2 separate regions of the Mus musculus genome follow, and region 1 is linked to region 2. The links are chromatin contacts, called in public Micro-C maps. All regions are on one chromosome and are shown on one strand. The core of a region is the stretch at or near the end of the contact, and the rest is flanking DNA. Distances in the headings are between cores, read along the strand shown. Region 1 overlaps Lrp1 (low density lipoprotein receptor-related protein 1). Region 2 holds the start of Dtx3 (deltex 3, E3 ubiquitin ligase).

Region 1 (5,518 bases), core at 1,456-3,955, 400 kb before region 2:
TGGGGAGGGAGGTTAGGGCCCGAGTTTAACTCATCTGCAAATTCTCAAAGGGTCTGCAAGGAGCTTAATTCTGCGAGGGACATTGTTTTTTCTTGTCCTCGGTGGTAGGATGGTCCAGTGATCAGCACATCTGGTGTGTTAGATAGCAGTGTCACCACAGAGGCAGAGTATAGAAAGGAATAGCATCTCTTTGAAAACTCCAGTTCTTTACTTTGTGAAGGACGAATAGGAGATGGACAAACAGAAATTTCCAGAACACACAAGTTTAGCATCAGGTTAAACAAAACTAGCGGGGAAAGTTCGGACGTAGGTGATGGGAGTCTGGGTGGCAGGCGGAGGCCGATGGGGGATGAAGGGAGCAGCCTTTTCATCTTGTTGACCGACGCTGCCTGCCGTCTCAGATCGAGCACCTGTACGGCCTGACCGTGTTTGAGAACTATCTCTACGCCACCAACTCGGACAATGCCAACACGCAGCAGAAGACGAGCGTGATCCGAGTGAACCGGTTCAACAGTACTGAGTACCAGGTCGTCACCCGTGTGGACAAGGGTGGTGCCCTGCATATCTACCACCAGCGACGCCAGCCCCGAGGTAAGCGGTCAACAGGGCACCTCCACAGTCGGCTTCACCCCAACAGCACTGTCTGCTCTTCTGCATATCTCTTTCAAATTGAGAGTGTTTCTAGGCACCTTCCCCAAGCTACTTCTCCTCGCCTCTCCACGACCGGAATCCCTTATGCCTGGGTTGTGGCAAGGCGGTGAATACTAGTTCTGGGCTTCAAAGTCCTAAAATGGGACAAGAGCAAAGAGCACCCCCCATCTGACCCGAGCAGAGCCCCCTGAAGGGTGCTGACAGCTCTCTCCTCTGCCCCCAGTGCGGAGTCACGCCTGTGAGAATGACCAGTACGGGAAGCCAGGTGGCTGCTCCGACATCTGCCTCCTGGCCAACAGTCACAAGGCAAGGACCTGCAGGTGCAGGTCTGGCTTCAGCCTGGGAAGTGATGGGAAGTCTTGTAAGAGTGAGTATCAGGGAGAGTTGGGCCTGCTGGGGGTAGGGGTGGGTCCACAGACATTCCCCTGTAACCCGCTGCCTCTGCCTAGATGCAGAGAAACGAAGGGCAGAGACATAAGGGGCCCACACCCAAGAGCAGCGATATATCTAGCACACGATCACTCATTCTGCGAGTGTTCAGCAAACACACACTGGGTGTTTGACACCGTTCGGGCAGTGAAGGGTGTGGGGGGACAGAGGAGTTGTCAGGACAGTCGGAGGATGTGATATCTAAGCCAAGCTCTCTGCTGATGAAGTGAGGCGGCCAACCGTGTGACTGCTGAGAGATCATTTATGGAGGAGTGAACTTACGGTTCAAAGGCCCTGAGGCCAGTGTAGGGTGTGGTCTGCCGAGACGCTGGGTAAGGTGTCGTGGTGTGAGTAAAGGGAAATGAAGGGAATTTCTCACTGGGATGAGGAGCTTATGACCACTGTGGAAAGAAGATGAGTGATTGGGTGCGTCCTGTGTACGCTTATACTGTGCTGGGCAGGAGGGAAGAAGCCAGGTGGCTATTTCCATGGTGTGGGTCAGAGTGACATGGTTTAGGTTAAGATGGTGACAGACTGGTAGAATGACCAGATACCAACGTGCTCTGAAAGCACTCCGATTTCCATGAAAAGTTGCTTGAGTCAAATCCCCATGACACAGCGGCTCTAGGACTAGAGTGGAGCATGTTATCTTGTGTCTTCTGGGAGTGACTCATAGCCCTGTCTGCTCCAGATCTCCTGACCCAGCCCAGCCAACGCACTATAGCACCTCAGACCCAGATTTCAATTTGGGTGGTGACCATGTGTGCGTGTGAATGTGCGCATACATGTGTGTGCATTGTGTGTATGCGTGTGTGTCTGTATCCATGTGTGTGTGTGTGAGTGCATGTGTGTCTGTGTGTATATGCATGTGTATCTGTGTGTGTGTGTGTGTGTGTGTGTAAGCGAGTGCATGTGTATCTCTGTGTGTATGTGAGAGCAAGTGCATGTGTGTCTGTGTGTCTGCATGTGTGTGTGTGCGCGCGCACGTGTGCGAGTTCATGTGTGTATGTGTGTGTGCATGTGTGTATGTGAGCGAGTGCATGTGTGTCTGTGTGTATATGCATGTATGTCTGTGTGTGTATGCATGTGTGTGTGTGTGTGCGCAAGTTCATGTGTGTCTGTGTAACTTTGTGCCCTTTGTACTTGCCCTAGAACCTGAACATGAGCTGTTCCTCGTGTATGGCAAGGGCCGACCAGGCATCATTAGAGGCATGGACATGGGGGCCAAGGTCCCAGATGAGCACATGATCCCCATCGAGAACCTTATGAATCCACGCGCTCTGGACTTCCACGCCGAGACCGGCTTCATCTACTTTGCTGACACCACCAGCTACCTCATTGGCCGCCAGAAAATTGATGGCACGGAGAGAGAGACTATCCTGAAGGATGGTGAGGGCGTCAGAGGTGGGCGGTGTGTGGGAAGAGCTCCTGGGGGATGAGGCGCCTGAGACAGGAAGACATCAGAGGCTTAGATTGCTCCCTCACAGTATGAAGAGTCCTTGCTGACAAGCTGGCTGGGCTGGTTGGCATGGAGATGAGGGGATAGACAGGTTGACCCCTGTGTGACCCCCTTCTTGGCTGAGCCAAAAAGAGTCGGAGGATGGATGGATGTGTTAGGCAGTGAGGGCTGCCTTGGCCAGCCCTTGGGAAAATTCAGGGTCTCGCCGCCATTGGCTCAGAGCCCTGGAGCTGTGTACAGCATACAGCCAGGAGAGGCCATAGGCCCTGAATCACAGCCGGGCCTGCCATGTCAGACAGGGCTCATCCACAAGTGTAAATGCTCAGAATGTATGCAGCTGGATCTCATGGCCACGGATATCTCTACCTCTCTGTGGCCTGAGAACTCTGTGTCTGTCTCTCCCTCTGACCTACTTTGGCAGGGCCACTGTGCAGTGGAGCCGTTCCCCTTGAGGGCTTCTGAGCTGTGTGTGTTTTATACCTCAGATCTGTTTTTGGGGGCCCCAAGATCTGGTTCCTTAACCAGTCAATCTGGCTTGCTCCCCACCCTCTGTGCAGCTCAGAGAACCTCAGCAGTCAGCAATCATAAGACTGTGTGGAAATCAAGAATGACTCCTGTCAGGAAGACACTGGGGACCCCTGTACAGGGGAACTGCTATTTAAGGGACACTAGATAAAGCCTTTGGCTAAGGGAAAATTCACTTCCTAATTTACTCATTTTTGTGAGTACAGGTTTTTTAGGCCCAGGATGGTGGCGTCATACTGGAGCAAAGAGCCAGTGCATATCGCCCCGGCTGTCCACCTAAGCACAGGCCCAGACATGCCCTCATCTGAGAGCTCCCCTTAGTCACGTAGTTTCCTGGCTGCCTCATGCTGTTTTTCAAAATGTAGATGTGGCATCGTAGATGCAGTGTAGATGTGGCATCTGAAAGGGTCGTCTCCATCCCCACCCCCACCTCTGCCCCACCCTCCCTCCCCCATCTGCCCACCATTCAGGGCACCACATGCCTCCTGCTCCCCCTGCCTGGCCACCATCTCTCTCTGTGTCATGTGTCCTTCAAGGGTCACCCCCATGCGCTCTCTACACCCTCACAGGCATCCACAATGTGGAGGGCGTAGCCGTGGACTGGATGGGAGACAATCTTTACTGGACTGATGATGGCCCCAAGAAGACCATTAGTGTGGCCAGGCTGGAGAAAGCCGCTCAGACCCGGAAGACTCTAATTGAGGGCAAGATGACACACCCCAGGGCCATTGTAGTGGATCCACTCAATGGGTGAGTCTGTCCCTGGGCGTGGGGTGGATGCATGTACATCTCAGAGGACTGGGGAGGGAAGCGGCAAAGCCAGGGGCGTGGCTGAGGCAGGCAGGCTGCAGAGGCAGGAACGGGAGCCTGAAAAAGGAGCCTGAAAAGAGAGCGTGTGTTTGTCCGTCTGTCTTGAGGAGGGAAAACAAAACCCTGGTACGCAACCGGAAGTCTGCTTCTGCCGCTCCACTACAGAGCTCTCTCCTGGTTCCCCTTGGCTCCAAGCCGCCCTAGCCTTTGGGTCTGCACAGTTCTTGCTTGCCAACATCTGCACCTGCCTTCCTTCCCTCACCCACCACTTCCTGTCCCATCCTTTGCTGTCTGGAACTCCCGGATACCTCACATTTGGTTTCTTGTCAGCGTTGGGTCTCAGAGAAGCCCCCCACCCCATCCCTGTTCACCCAAACTTGCTGCCTAGATTCTCTCCGCCACTCACATTTAATTTTCCTCCTGATTTTATCACTCCGACACGACTTTCTTGAACAACTTGTTTCTCCTGGGATGTTCGCTCCTAAGAGATGGGGAACCTTGGTTTTGCTGCATCCTGGGATGCCAGAGCCATGCTCCAATTAGAGTAGCCATTCATGGTGGCCTGAGTTGCTGTGATGTGGGGTTTAGAGAGAAATAGCTCAGAGAGACCCCTGGGAGGAACTCTGGATACCACCTAGATACCACCTAGTGCCTAGAATCACAACAGAAGCTGTTGTGACAAGGGTGACCATGTGGTGCTGACCAGTCACTGCCCACAGGTGGATGTACTGGACAGACTGGGAGGAGGACCCCAAGGACAGTCGGCGAGGGCGGCTCGAGAGGGCTTGGATGGACGGCTCACACCGAGATATCTTTGTCACCTCCAAGACAGTGCTTTGGCCCAATGGGCTAAGCCTGGATATCCCAGCCGGACGCCTCTACTGGGTGGATGCCTTCTATGACCGAATTGAGACCATACTGCTCAATGGCACAGACCGGAAGGTGGGCAGGCATGTGTGCATTGTTTAACCCTGTTTCTATGGAAACTCCATGAGGATGTACATGTCTGTGTGTGTAGGGCTTCGTGCTTCTTACAGGTCTACACATGGCTACTCTATGAATGTATGTTTTCATGTTGTGTATATTGTCTTCTTTGAGGATGTCTATCTGCATATGGCTGCCCACAAGCACACCTGTGTGTGCACTTCTGTGCGTGTGCACATACATACATATAACACACTTCAGGGTAGTCACGCAGCAACATGTAAGGTGCTAAGGGGTAGCATATATGCATATTTGTTCACTCCGTTGGTTCATGAGTTGTGTTTGCCTTTAGGTATATGGGCCAAACTGTCTTGGTGTGTCAGGCCCTTCACAATAAAGCTCTGGGCACCTCTACCATCTTGTGTCTCCTACTCCCCACAACTCAACACTCTATGAACAAGCTGCACTAGACAGCTTGTTATTCCAGAACATCATAGGCCTCTGCTCCCTAAGCCTTGGCTTCCTGGGAGTCCCCCTAGTTCTTCTTGGCTCTCTTTCTCTTGAAGATTGTGTCCAGGTCCCTCTTCCCACAGATTACCTACATATGCCCTCCATAGGACAATGGTGCTCTTAGTACCCATCACAGCTCAGCCCATAATAAATCCCAATAAATGTTGCTTAGGTAGAGAAATAAATGGCTGAATGTTGGTGTATGTGTGT
Region 2 (5,299 bases), core at 1,083-3,582:
CCTTCTCAAAACCCTTTCTGGTTGGAGTTGTTATTCTGTCCCATCTTCCACTGCTAATGTGTCTCCCAGGGGACAGATGGCCTTCTTTGTCATCTCCCCTCTCCGCCCCCAGAGAGGAGTCAGAGCCATAACTCAATCCACCCAGTCCTCTCCAAAGACAGCTGAATATTAATGCACGCCATCCTCAGAATGGAGAGGACCTGCTAGGCATCTTAGCTCTCCCAGCTCGTGCCTGTAAAGCCAGCACTCAGGAGGCTCTGAGAGTTCAAGTCCAGCCTGGGCTACTGAGTGAGACCTGGTCTCAGGAACACTCCAAATAGGTTTGGGTTTGAGCGCTGGAGATCATAGCTGAGTTGGTAGTGTGCTTGCCTAGCATGTACAAAGCTCTGGGATCCACCCCCAGCACCACTTAAGCCAGGCGTGGCGGTGCACGCCTGCACTCCTGGCCCTGGGAAGTAGTGGTAAGCAGGATGGGGCATTCAAGGTCATCGCCAGTTAGTTACTTGACGAGGTTGAGGCCAGCCAAGGAAACAGGAGACCATCTTGGGGAAAATGATTCTAAGGAGAGATAGATTGTCTTTGTCTCTGCCTAAAGCCTTTGGAAGCAAGCCACTCATCTTCGCTGTTTGGCGCTCTGGAGGTGGGGTGGGCATTGAAGGCAAGGAGCTGCTTTGCTGTGTGTCCATGAGGTCCTCAGGGAGAAGCCCACCTCCCTCACCAAAGGAAGCAGCAAGATGGGTGCCCGGTTGGGGTGGGTGGGACCTGCTGAGTCTCCCATCCCTCAAGCAACCTTTCCCCTGTTGAATGCAATAAGTGACTCCGGTCCCTTAACAACTGGGGTCTCACCGTGCGGCTGTGGTCGTGGGCAGTGTTGCCATCTTCACTTACTGCTTCCGTTTTCCATCTGTTTTGTTAATAAAATATGTATATTTACTCCCGATATCACAATAAAATAAATTATTTGATCTAAGTCATTCACAGAAGTTTTTGTTTTTTAAAAAACTGAGTAACCCATCCTATGTTTAAGAGTTACAGAGTCCAACTGAAAAATATTGGTCTTCAAGGTGTTGGGCTCCTGAGTATGTGTGTGTGTGTGTGGGGGGGGGGTGTTCTAAGATGACTGTGGACTTGGAGTTGTGGGGTGGACATGGGAGCGGGAAAATAGTCGCCAACCTTGTGGCGGCCAGAGTGGGAGTGGGATGGTGTGTCTGTCTTCATTATGCTCTTGCTCCTCCATCTGTTAACTTTAGTGGGCCTCTTGGGGTACCAGCTCTGTGGGAAGGAATTCTCTGTTCACGCAGACTTCCTGGGAAAGCTATCTGCTTAGAGGCCAGGAAGAGTCCAGCAGGGTCCTGGGAAAGTGAAGGAGTGACCAGTCCTCCAGTTCAGGGGGGAGGGGATGGAGAGGGGTGGATGACGTGGTTGGTGCTAGTCTGGGAGAGTCAGTACCTCTTCTCTTGGCTGAGGAGGTCTCTTGGCTGGTGGAAAAACCTGGCTTGATGTAGCCCCAGGGAAGTGAGCTGGAGGAGGCGGAGACAGCTCTGACGGGAAGCAGAGCGGAGCAGAGCTTTTTTTCTTTGGGAATTTTTAACTCTATTTGAGCCATGTACTTGACACTAACACCACCCTGAGCCATTTTTAAAGGATCTATCCACCTCACGTTCTGCACAGACCAGTGTCCTTACTTGTGGAAAACTAGTCACCAGCCCACTTCTGGTAACAGGCTGCGAGGGTTGGGGGTGGGGGGGGTCACCGGAGGTAACAGTCTGGAAGGAGGCAAGAGTTGAGGGAGGGGATTGAAGTAGTTTAGTCACAGGGTTTATTTTGTAGTACCAATGTTTTCCTTTTTTTTTTTTAAACTTCCCATCCAACATATTCCAGCGTAAGACTTCAAAAAAATTTCCCTCCCCTTCAATCTATATACCCACCGACACTGCTCCCACCCCTACCAGTTCCTAAGAGTGCAACGCAGTTGGCTGGGAAAGAAGTGGGGAGAGGTCTCCTCCGGGAGGGGGAAGCCAAGAGAGTGGCGTTTCTAAGGGATTTAACCTCCTACCCTCGGCTACATGACGCCACCCCTCCCTCCAAAGACTGGAACTGCGCCTCCATTTTTGTTTTGGGGCAGAGGCAGGGGCTCCCGGGTAGGAGGGGGTCAAAGGAAACGGTGATTATCACCCACCAAGGGGAGGGGTGCTCTCCCTTCCTTTCTCTCGGTCTGCACCCCGGCATCCCCTTCCACCTTCTCAGGGTCTCCCCCCCACCCCCCCGCCCCTTGTTGCTAAGGCCCGGACCGTCATCCCAGCAACAGCCTCAGTCATGTGACCGGCAATGGCGGCGCTGACGAGAGGTAGGTGAGCCCGGCGCCCCCACACCCACCGCGTGCCCCCCCAGGCCGGGTCCGCACCCTCACAAGCCCCCCGCTTCCCTCCGCCCCCTCCTCCGCCATTGGACCCCCACGCGCGCGCCGCGGGAGAAGAGGGCGCCCTCGGGGCCCGGGCCCATCATCTTTCCCGCACCTTCAGCCCTGGCCTCCATTTGGGGGTTCTGAGGGCCGCAGTCGGGTGGACACACACCCTCACCAAGCGGCGGGACTCCGGGGCTTCCTCGAGTAGGGATGCGGGAGTTGGTTTCGGGTTGGATGGATCCGGGGGCAGTCTCGGGGAGAAGGGTGGGGGGTGCCTCAGTGGACACCTCCCCAGGGGACCCTTGCCCTTTCTCGCCGTCCCTGCCAGCGGCCGCTGTCTGGAGGAAGAGGCTGGTCTGGTGTCCGGCCTGGTTTGCCCCAGAGGAATGCTAGACCCAGACTAAACTGTGGCCCCGCCTCCCTGTGCCGTGCCAGCAGGACTTGGAGCTAGGACACCTAGATCCTGGGTTCTCTCTGGTGGGGAGGGGGCATTTCACCGTGCACAGACCATGCGGGTTGAGATGCTTAGGTTTTCATCTCAAGGACCCTATGATGGAGGCACAAACGGACAGAGGCTTCTTTTTGGATCACAAGGAATTGAGGTCACATGAATGGCCCCTCTTCCTAATTGAGCTGCACTTTGTGTTGTGGGAAAGGCCCTGGAGCTGGGCTGTGACAGGGCTCAGGGGAAAACCTCGGGTCCCTCTAGCCAAGCTCCTGCTTGATTTGCAGCTGACAGCAGCTCTGCGGGCACTGGGTTTAAAGGTGACAATGAGAACTTTGTTATTGCGGGACTGCTAACACTTTGCTGGCATCCCTAACAGACTTCCGGCTCTCAAGGAAAGGTCTCTGTCAACAACAGGGACTTGAACTATTCGAGAACGTAAAGCGAGGAGTTTAGGAGATATTTCTGTCAGTGTAATCTGAGGGAGGTGGCGTGTACGACCTTCATCCTGTGAGGCCCTTTTTTTTTTTCTCCTTCCTGTCTTTATCTGCATCTAGGATCTCCCTCTGCACTGGGGGGAAAAGAGGAATTAGCCTGATGAAGTTCCTTGAGCAACTTGGAGAGGATTCTGCAGGGGAGGAGAGGAACTAGAAGAGCGTTTTCTGTCTGGGCTGGCTGAGGAAATGCTATCATAACTCTTTACCTTCCTCGTCTCCAGCTCTGGCCAGCTGAAGGTGGAGGTGGAGGGACTTCTGCTACCTTCGTCTCTGTGGTCTTTTCAGGTACCCGTGCCCCAGGAGAACCTCAGCTTTCGGGTTCCTCCTGTATTCCAAGAAATCCCCATTTCCAGTACCCCTACCCCAGGTTCCTGGCCATTTCAAGGGCTCCTGAGTTGGGGCTTTGGGGTTGGGGAATAGTTTTCCTTCCTCCTCCTCCTCCTCCTCCTCCTCCTCCTCCTGTTTTTTTTCTTTTCTTTTCTTTTCTTTTTTTTTTTTTTTTTTGAGACAGGGTTTCTCTGTGTAGCCCTGGCTGTCCTGGAACTCACTTGGTAGACCAGGCTGGCCTCAAACTCAGAAATCCGCCTGCCTCTGCCTCCCAATGCTGGGATTAAAGGCAAGCGCCACCACTGCCCAGCTTTTTTTTTTTTTAAAGATTTATTTATCTATCTATCTATCTATCTATCTATTTATTTATTTATTTATTATAAGTACACTTTTGTTGTCTTCAGACACACCAGAAGAGGGCATCAGATCCCATTACAGATGGTTGTGAGCCACCATGTAGTTGCTGGGATTTGAACTCAGGACCTCTAGAAGTGTAGTCAGTGCTCTTAACCACCGAGCTATCTCTCCAGCCCCCTTACTTTCTTTTCTTTCCCATTCCACCAGGCCACAGGATCTCCAGGTATCAGGGGGAAAGGAGAGTGAGCCTGCATGCCAATTCTAAGCTCCTCCGGATCAAAGTGAGCAAAGCAAACGGAGGTGGGATGGGGTGGGGTAGGGGTGGGGAGCCTCCTTCCCTTGGAGGAACCTTTTTTTTTTTCCATCTTGGGGAGAAGGGGCAGGTTGTTGTGCTCAGGGGAGAAATGAAAGAAGCAAGCAGGGCTGGTGCTTGGCTTAGATAACGATGAAATATGGAAACCTGTGCCCAGAGGGTGCTGGGCTATGGGACAGAAGTGGAGATAGAAAACCAACCGGTTTGTGGGCAGTGTTGGGGGTTGGCTTTGAGGGAAACAGAGGTAACACAGGGGGTTCAGAAGGAGCCTGAAGTAAGAGGCACATTTATCTGTCAAATGGGGACTCCCCACTCTGAGTCCCTTTCACCCTGGGGGCAGTGTCGTTCGTCCTGTCCAGAATGGCAGCCTGTGGAGGCTCCTGCAAGAACAAAGTGACTGTCTCCAAGCCTGTGTGGGACTTCCTGAGCAAGGAGACCCCAGCCCGGCTGGCCCGGCTTCGGGAGGAGCATCGGGTGTCCATCCTCATAGATGGCGAGACTTCTGACATCTACGTGCTCCAGCTGTCCCCACAGGGTCCTCCCCCAGCCCCTCCCAATGGGCTCTACCTGGCCAGGAAGGCTCTCAAGGGGCTACTGAAAGAGGCAGAGAAAGAGCTAAAGAAAGCCCAGAGGCAGGGGGAGCTCATGGGCTGCCTGGCTTTGGGGGGTGGAGGGGAACACCCCGAGCTGCACCGCCCAGGCCCTCCTCCCCTCCGAGCAGCCCCACTCCTGCCCCCAGGGGCAAGAGGGCTACCCCCTCCTCCTCCTCCCCTGCCCCCTCCACTCCCTCCTCGTCTCAGAGAGGACGCTGAAGAGCAGGAAACCACCTGCCCCATTTGCCTGGGGGAGATACAGAATGCCAAGACGCTGGAGAAGTGCAGGCACTCCTTCTGTGAGGGCTGCATCACACGGGCCCTGCAGGTGAAAAAGGCCTGCCCCATGTGCGGCCGATTCTA

Evidence for each region. Hi-C and Micro-C count contacts between places; a contact is called where the count stands out from the background.
Region 1: a contact with region 2 is called in a Micro-C map of embryonic stem cells, with 2.5 times the contacts expected there. The contact joins the enhancer-like site here to the promoter of Dtx3 in region 2. A contact is called at or near these places in 1 of 484 Hi-C or Micro-C datasets (embryonic stem cells), 1 of 115 datasets of contacts at active chromatin or transcription factors (pancreatic cancer cells) and 2 of 9 other capture datasets (liver and pancreatic islet).

Annotation. Positions count from the first base shown.
Region 1 is chr10:127,588,853-127,594,370 of GRCm38.p6, reverse strand. It overlaps Lrp1 (low density lipoprotein receptor-related protein 1), which reads left to right. Exons shown (of 89, transcript NM_008512.2): 9 at 402-591; 10 at 875-1,018; 11 at 2,233-2,469; 12 at 3,634-3,814; 13 at 4,594-4,816. Among named protein-coding and RNA genes, the nearest start is that of Gm16217, 4.6 kb to the left of the region's middle. Within about 2 kb of position 2,705, at least 121 of the 459 cell types and tissues checked have an H3K27ac peak or open chromatin away from gene starts, as enhancers often do. A contact at or near this core is called in embryonic stem cells, where this site is marked.
Region 2 is chr10:127,192,742-127,198,040 of GRCm38.p6, reverse strand. Dtx3 (deltex 3, E3 ubiquitin ligase) reads left to right here and starts at 2,332. Exons shown (of 6, transcript NM_030714.2): 1 at 2,332-2,347; 2 at 3,407-3,631; 3 at 4,238-4,311; 4 at 4,684-5,299. The coding sequence starts at 4,311. F420014N23Rik (RIKEN cDNA F420014N23 gene) reads right to left here and starts at 2,792. Exons shown (of 3, transcript NR_045716.1): 1 at 2,574-2,792; 2 at 847-904. It overlaps Pip4k2c (phosphatidylinositol-5-phosphate 4-kinase, type II, gamma), which reads left to right. Exons shown (of 10, transcript NM_054097.3): 10 at 1-974.